3 separate regions of the Mus musculus genome follow, and regions 2 and 3 are each linked to region 1. Evidence: chromatin contacts called from public HiChIP or PLAC-seq data. All regions are on one chromosome and are shown on one strand. The core of a region is the stretch at or near the end of the contact, and the rest is flanking DNA. Distances in the headings are between cores, read along the strand shown. Region 1 overlaps Il18r1 (interleukin 18 receptor 1). Region 2 has its middle 51 kb from the start of Il1r2. Region 3 has its middle 25 kb from the start of Il1r2.

Region 1 (2,526 bases), core at 10-2,509:
CATTGGCAGCATCTTCTTCTTAAAACTCCTCTTGTCATATCACGTTGGTTTCCACCTCTGCAATTCTCAGTTCTTAAGATTCAGCAAATCTTAACAGAGTGCTTGCTGTGCGTGGAAACCCCTTAGGAACCTAAACCAGGCAACACTCTGCACTCCCTGTCAAAGAGCAAGCTCAAAGGCTAGCAGGAAATTGAGATCAAGAAAGTCAAAATCTAAGACACCCCCCCACACCTTCCCTGTCACCCCTGGCCTTGAATCAATGCCACTCTGATTATAATGGCCCCTCTGGCTGAGTGCTGTTCAGGTTTAAGAAGCCCAGCTTAACAGCTGATTGCTCCGTTGTAGAGCACTTGCCTAACACGAACATAATCTTGGTTTCCATCAGCAGCAACCTAAAGCAAGATGAAAGAAAACAGGAAAGAGAGAGAGAAAGAGAGAGATTAATCAGGAAGGAAAGAGGAAGAAAGAAGGGAGAGGAGGAGGGAGGGAAGAAAGGAAGAATGAAAACAGAAAGACCTATTTTCTTCTCTCTGGCTCCAATAAAAGTGTTTTGTGCACCATTTCTTCACCTCCACTGGAGAAAACTCTCTTCTGTGTGACTTTCCTTCTTAGCTGGTTTTCTTTCCTTTTCAAAAGATGTTAGGTTTTAAGATTCTGTGTGCATGCAAGCATGTGTATGTACGTATGTATGTGCATGTAAGTATCAGTGCTGTGCACCAGAAGAGGCCCTGGTGCCCAGAGCTGGGTTCTAGGTGTTTAGGAGCCACCCTACATGGGTGCTGCAAACTGAACTCAGGTCTTCTGCAAGAGAAGCACATTTTCTTATTCATGAAACTCTCTCTCTCCTGCTTCTAATGCTCTCAAAAACGCTGGTCCATAAAATGTGACACAGGCATCGGGTTCTTCTTCTATTTGAACTAAAGATGTTCAAAGCACCCTCTTCCATGTGGAAGCTCCACTACACTCAAAGCCACTGTCAAAGTTTCATCCTTATCATCGGGTTGTGCTCCTATAAAATGTCGGTCTCTCAGGGTTAGCTGGACGATATGTCACTGTGTTGTGAGTTGTAGCATTTTTCACTCACTCTAGAAAGATCCAGTTGCAACATACATATTATAATTCTCTCCCTTAAAATATCACATCTACTGCACTGTTTAAAAAAACCAAGTTCTACCACATATTTCTGACACTCAGACGTTTCTGTGTCTAGTAAACAACTATGACCTCATTTTGTGAAAAACCACAGGAGCAAAAAAGAGGCTTTGCTGTGAAATCTCACTTCTCTTTCTTTAAGATGTGCTGATAAGGATCAGGGCTCGCTCTAGAATAAAGACAGATTTCTAAAAGAAATCTGCTACATCTCACAACACAGCGACATATCACCCAGCTAACCCTGAGAGACCAAAGTTTTATAGGTCAATGTCAAGTCTTTATAAAGAATGTTTACCTACACATGTATGCATGAGCCTAATGTGCATACATATGTATGTGCATGCTCTCTCTCTCTCTCTCTCTCTCTCCCTCCCTCCCTCCCTCCCTCGCTGTCTCCCTCTCTCCCTCTCTCCCTCTCTCCCTCTCCCTCTGACTTTGGCTATTAGCTTGTGGCTGGGTAGCAACTATATCTTTTCCCCAGTAACTTTGCCTCTTGTTTCTCAGAAACGTCCAAAATCTAGGCTAGGGTGTATTCCCCTAAGCTCTCTCCTTTCTCCCTTTCTCTGAAATCTGAGCAGGACATGTGGGAGGGAGCCCCTGTTGCTCTTGCCTCAGGTGCCATATCATCTGAAGTCCTCACTACCAAACCCACCTGAATTTCCTCTCTGCTAATCATTAACAAGAGTCCCTGCAAAGGAAATCTCATTAATCATTTAGTTTTATATATATATACATACACATACATATATACATATATGTATACATATATATATATACATGTGTATATATACATATATATGTGTATGTATATATATATATGTATACATATATATATGTATATATATATACACTACATACATACATACATACATACATATAAATTTAGAGTGACTGGCTTAATATTTCTACAATGAAACATTTGTTTCCTGTTGAAGAGAGAACAGGGAAGAAAAAAATGCATGGATTATCATGAGCTTACAAATGTGTATTTGATTTTCTGAGTCAAGGTCAAGAGTCTCAGGAAATACGTTAAAACAAATTGGCTCACTCACCCGACTTGAGAAATGTACGTTCCCTCATCCTCCATCTCAACTGGCCAGAATTCCAAGGTGTGATCATGAAAAGTGACTCTGGGCGAGCTTCTGTTGTTCAGCTCTCTATACTCATGTGAAGCACTGCCTTTGAACCATCTCATGGTGGCTGTTTCATTCCTGTGCACTGGTGCAGATATGCCACATGGCTTCAGATAAAAAGGTTCTCCCTCTACCACATGAATTTGTGATCGGTGAATACAACTTTCTACAGCAGATTGCAAGAGGAAAGGGAGATAAAACAGGACAAGGGTGATTTTTCCCTGATCCCCCTCCATGAGTA
Region 2 (2,526 bases), core at 17-2,516, 440 kb after region 1:
GACACTCAATCTACACAGAACTGGGGTGTCTGGCTTCTTAAGATTGTACCACAACCACTGGGATCATGAGCAATGTGGAAATTAGGAGGAAGGTGTAGAACCTTCCGGCGAGAGATTTCTTCTTGTGTCCTCCAGCAGTTTCTGTCACAGGGGCTTGCCCAGGACACTTGACCTGGATAATCAGACACTCTGGTGGGTGAGACCCTGCCAGCCATTTTCAACAAATTCTCTCATCCAAGCTCAGAGACTACTGCAGAAGCAGGGCTGGAAAGATCATGAAAACTAGAGACAATGAAATTCTGTAAAGAGTGTTTGTTGGACCTGTCCGGGCCATTGCGCCCATGAACCCAATGGTACATCCACCAAACCAAGCAAGGCAAAATACCAGCATGGGTGGATTAGGGCTGCACGAATCCTACCACTCACTGAGGGGCTATTCGCAATTGATAGCTACTGGGAAAGGAAATCCATTTTCCTCAGGAATGTAGCCCTCGAAAGACCACTCAAACTCCAACAGACTGAACTACACTCATGCGCCCACAGGTAGCACCAAGTGGACGTACTGCTTTTAAAACAAGTAGAAGATGGGAGTTGAGGCAGGCGATACAAGAGGAATTAGAAGTAAGGAAATAGGGGATATGTTTCATTAAAATGTAGTATATATTCATATACAAAATTCTCAGTCAAAAAGGCATATCCAAAAAAAAAAAGAAAAGAAAAAGAAAAAAAATGAAACAAGTAAAAAGAATAAAAATAAAAAGAATAAAAGATTATTCCCTTCTTGGGAATGTGATCCGTGTCCCAGGTTGGAAATCCTAGTGTTTTTAACTAGGCGTGACTCTAAGCGTCACTTAGCTGGCTTCTCCCTGATCTCCACGCTAAGCTCTCGTATGCTTCCTTGCGGTCTGGACATACTGTCCTTTTAATTCCATATACACATCAGCTGCCTTTTGGAATCGGAGATCAGATCCCCGTCCATGGTAACTTGGAAGATCTGAGCATTACAGAGTGATCCAATTATAGCTTGTAATTATGGTGGCTTGTACAAAGTGCAGCAATTCACAAATCTTCCCTGAACGGACAAAACTCCCTTTGTTTCTACTGCAATGATGAGACTTCATGCTGCTCTGTGTCAGTTACACACGACTATGATAGCAGCTGCCCTTAAGTGGAGCTGGGCAAATGTCATCTAAGACCAGGAGTCAGTTCTATAGAATGGGCAGCCATGACTCAGCAGATTCCAGAAGGACCAGGCTCTTGTGTTACTACCGATTCGTGGCAGTGATGGCTCCTGGCCATCTCTCCAGCATGCACAGTGAGCTCTCTTGAGTGAGGTCCAGTAAGAGCTGAAAATAGGGTTGCACTTCAAAATAGCCAGGGAGACTCAGGTGACAGCCACACCTTTTCCAACAGTCTAGAGTGACTTACTTGTGAAGGATCCTGGGAATCTGTTACCCAGTGACTGGGACATATGCGACTGTGCTGAGGATAATAAATTACACAGCCACCATTAAGTTTCTCAGTTCCTTCCATGACAGGTCTTTGCCCCATTCTTTTAAGATTACACAACGGCAGAAACCAGAATGCAATGGGGGAGTGGGTTTTTCCCACAGCTATAAGTCTCTGAGAACTTTCCAGCTTGGCGGGCCCCTCGTTGATGCCACCAGTGAGTCAGAGGCCCCAGATAAACACCTCTGCTGTACATGAAAGTTTTCTGTCTGAAACCCACCTGTGTAGGGGAACAGCAGCAGCCACTGGCTGCATATATGTGTGTGTGTGTGTGTGTGTGTGTGTGTATGGCTTGCAACTTCATGTGCCTTCCTTGCAGCCTTTAGAAAAAGAAACCCCTGCAGCACAGTCCTGGACCCCACAGCAGAGAGTCCTGGGCTGTCCGTGAGAAGAAGGATTTCTTAGCTTTCACCCACAGCCAGCTCACTGCCTTGAGGTTTGCAAATTATGGCCTCCTCCTTTAGCTTTCTCACAGAACCATTTTAATAGAGCCAGAGAACAAAAGCTTTGCAAACTCCTGTGTGTGTGTGTGTGTGTGTGTGTGTGTGTGTGTGTGTGTGTGTGTGTCTGTCTGTCTGTCTGTCTGTCTGTCTGTGATTGTGTAAAACCCAGCCTAGGTAACAGTGCAGTGGTTCTCAGATTCAGTTCTAACGCTGTGACCCTTTAATACAGTGATCCCCCAACCATCAAGTTATTCCAGTGCTACTTTAGTTTTGAATGCTATGAACCATAATGTTAAAATTTTGACAAACAGGATATCTGATATGTGACCCCCCCATGAAAGGCTGTTCAACCTGCAAAGGGGTTGAGACCCACACAGGTTGAGAACTGCTGTTCTAGTGGGATTTTTGTCTTGGTTATCCTGTTGACATGACTTTAGTTCTATCTATCTATCTATCTATCTATCTATCTATCTATCTATCTATCTATCCATCCATCCATCCATCCATCCATCCATCCATCCACACACAGTAATATACACTGAGATGTAGAAAAATCCAGCCCATGGAGATTAGA
Region 3 (2,526 bases), core at 20-2,519, 420 kb after region 1:
TCGGCATCAACTTCCTCTTTTCCCAGAAGCACATCGCCCTCCTGGACTGAAGGTCCCCTGGCAGAAGATAAATGTCCCTCCTAAAACTCTTCACCAGCCTGTCATACAAGCTGGTTGGGAGTCAAACCATTAGGAGGTGGGGGTTAGGGGAAGGAAGTTAAGGTGTTTGGGGGATGGCCTTCCAGGGACTGTTAGATTACTGCCTTGCTCCTTCCTCTGTCCCCTGGGTGTCATGAGGTAAATAGCCTCTTGGACCCTGCATTTCAACTACAATAAGCTATATTGTCCATGGGCTGGAGGCAACCTAGGATAGATGAACAGCAACACAAACAAACAAAACCTTTCTGTCTTTTAAGATGATTATCTCTGGTGTCTTGTCACAGTGACAGAAAGCTGGCTAACACGTGGTCTTGTACCAGGGGCTACTTGAAGCTGACAGTTAAGGAACTCCTGGAAGTTTATTTATATATATCTATATATATATATATATATATATATATATACCCTTCCTACTCTGATTAGCAGCCACTGGACCTGAGGACTGAAGCCTAGGGAGGGCACAGTTGTATTCAGTTTCCCCTCCTGGCCCAGTGCAGTACATGGGTGATCACAGGTACTGAACGTTCATCTTGATATCACAAGTGAGTGAACCCAGGATTACTCAGAGAAATACTCAGAGGGGTGGCCACGGGAAGTTGGGGCTTGGAGGGTTACCAGAGCCACCAAGGGGCTTGGCAATTTCCCTTCTGGGGCCTTTTCTTTCCTGTGTGCCTTGCTAAGATCCTTTTCAGCATATTGATAGCACCTGGCTTCTGTAAGAAGGCATGGATCCCCTGCCCTGAGCAGTTCCCCAATCCCCCAGAAGCCTTCGGGGGCTGCAGGACTACAGCTTCTACAGCTGGGCTATTACTTCTGGGGAGTAGCTGAGGCAGGGTTGGGAGGGGCCTATGACCTGACATGAAGCCAGAAGCCTAACATGACTGTCTTCCCAGAGCCAATTTATACAGCTCAGCTGTTCATTTAAAGCAAGATAGAGAGAGAAAACAAATGGGGATTGCACAATGCAGAGTCAAGATTTCACCCTGGCATCTGAGTTAGTCTAGGAGGGGACAGACATGTTCATGTTCATCCTTGGGGCTGTGTTCTGCCCTGCCCTCCATGCCCCACTCCCTAAAGGGCAAACAGGGGAAGTTCTACAGGGCCACCTTCGAGGCAGGCAGGGCACGGGTGTCCTCCCCCTTTTATGGGCAAGATTCAAAGAGGCTCAGTGATGAGCTCATAATTTTCCATTGCACATGCATGCACACACATGCTCACGGCACCCTAGCTAAGCCAGGCTGGCTGTCCCCTGCCCTGTGTACTGTTCAGGCTCCTCTTTGACTCTCAAGAGGCCAGGCAAATGATGGGAATGTGAGTGGAGATAAGATGGGTGCATCACCCCCAGTCTCAGGTGTCCTCTCCCTGGGTCTGTGCTCATTGCAAGGTGCTGTGCTCTTGTCCCTGATGGAAAACTCACCCCTGTCATCTCTAGCTGTGGGCTCTTTAATTCCACCTCTCCTTAGGCAAGCGGCTCTCCTGGGTGACTGACTACCCTTCTTGACCTGTCCTTGGTACGTCCAGGGTCTGGCTAGGTAACATCCTAGGAGCTTCTCCCGGCCATCGAGATGTACTCTTGGGCCAGCTTTTGTGGTAAAATCCTGCAAGGCAAGGGGATTAGAAATTTAAGGTGATTCTTGGTTACCAATTGAGTCTGAGTTTGATACTAACCTGGGCTATATAAGACCATGTCTCAGAGAGGAGTGGGGTGACAACAAGCCTTAACTACCCTGTCCACCACTACCTTCCAGGACTGTTTGCAGTAAGGGGTGGACGCAACCGCATGCACAATAACTACTCCTGTTGATCAGCCTCCATGGCCCCACAAAGGCATTCTGTTCCTGAGATGCAGTCCCTGGGTCAGAGCCAAGCCCAGTGCCTCTTACAGATACCCTTGGCTAATTCTACTGCTGTGCTATTGCTAAAGCTTCAGTGAGGTAGTCTCCTCAGACCTACAAGGAGCCCATGGGGTGGGAAACTGGAAACTAGAGGCCTTGGGGACGGGGGAGGGGGAGTCTGAAAAAGAGGCAAAAAAAAATCGGTACATGAATTTCATTTGTGAAGTCACCAATCCCCATATTTTGTGTCCTATTATGAAAGTGTCAAGACAGAGGTCCAGGGGAGCTGACCTGACAGAGACCCTAACACCAACAGGTAACACAGTCCGTACGCTGTCTCCTTGCTAGGGTGTGGGAAAGGAACACTCGATCAGATGTGAGGCACCTGATCCACAGGACGGAAAGGAATAGCCCTGGTCTGTGGTGTTTGCACACAGCAATTTCCCAACTGCAGTGCGCCGGTAAAGAAGTCAGCCAGAACTCTGCCCGCTTGAGTTGACTCTGCGAAACAGAAGCAGATTAACAGAGCTCAGGTAGCCACCATTAGTTCCCAGCTCCGGGAAAGAGGCTGTGGCAGGGGTCCTGGGAAACA

The links. HiChIP or PLAC-seq counts read pairs in DNA pulled down with a chosen protein or histone mark.
Region 2: an H3K27ac HiChIP or PLAC-seq map of regulatory T cell precursor shows a contact between it and region 1, with 8 times the contacts expected there. The contact joins two enhancer-like sites. A contact is called at or near these places in 2 of 39 promoter capture datasets (frontonasal cranial neural crest and liver), 1 of 15 datasets of contacts at CTCF or cohesin (the NIH/3T3 cell line), 3 of 115 datasets of contacts at active chromatin or transcription factors (Th17 cells, effector CD8 T cells and regulatory T cell precursor) and 1 of 9 other capture datasets (macrophages).
Region 3: a contact with region 1 is called in an H3K27ac HiChIP or PLAC-seq map of thymic regulatory T cells, with 4 times the contacts expected there. The contact joins two enhancer-like sites. A contact is called at or near these places in 2 of 39 promoter capture datasets (embryonic stem cells and frontonasal cranial neural crest), 1 of 484 Hi-C or Micro-C datasets (Th1 cells), 3 of 115 datasets of contacts at active chromatin or transcription factors (effector CD8 T cells, regulatory T cell precursor and thymic regulatory T cells) and 3 of 9 other capture datasets (adipose tissue, embryonic stem cells and macrophages).

Annotation. Positions count from the first base shown.
Region 1 is chr1:40,474,619-40,477,144 of GRCm38.p6, reverse strand. It overlaps Il18r1 (interleukin 18 receptor 1), which reads right to left. Exons shown (of 11, transcript NM_008365.2): 3 at 2,205-2,451. Among named protein-coding and RNA genes, the nearest start is that of Il18r1, 9.9 kb to the right of the region's middle. Within about 2 kb of position 1,259, at least 49 of the 459 cell types and tissues checked have an H3K27ac peak or open chromatin away from gene starts, as enhancers often do. A contact at or near this core is called in Th1 cells, Th17 cells, regulatory T cell precursor and 1 more, where this site is marked.
Region 2 is chr1:40,032,656-40,035,181 of GRCm38.p6, reverse strand. No RefSeq gene overlaps it. Among named protein-coding and RNA genes, the nearest start is that of Il1r2, 51 kb to the left of the region's middle. Within about 2 kb of position 1,266, at least 29 of the 459 cell types and tissues checked have an H3K27ac peak or open chromatin away from gene starts, as enhancers often do. A contact at or near this core is called in Th17 cells and regulatory T cell precursor, where this site is marked.
Region 3 is chr1:40,058,039-40,060,564 of GRCm38.p6, reverse strand. No RefSeq gene overlaps it. Among named protein-coding and RNA genes, the nearest start is that of Il1r2, 25 kb to the left of the region's middle. Within about 2 kb of position 1,269, at least 48 of the 459 cell types and tissues checked have an H3K27ac peak or open chromatin away from gene starts, as enhancers often do. A contact at or near this core is called in Th1 cells, regulatory T cell precursor and thymic regulatory T cells, where this site is marked.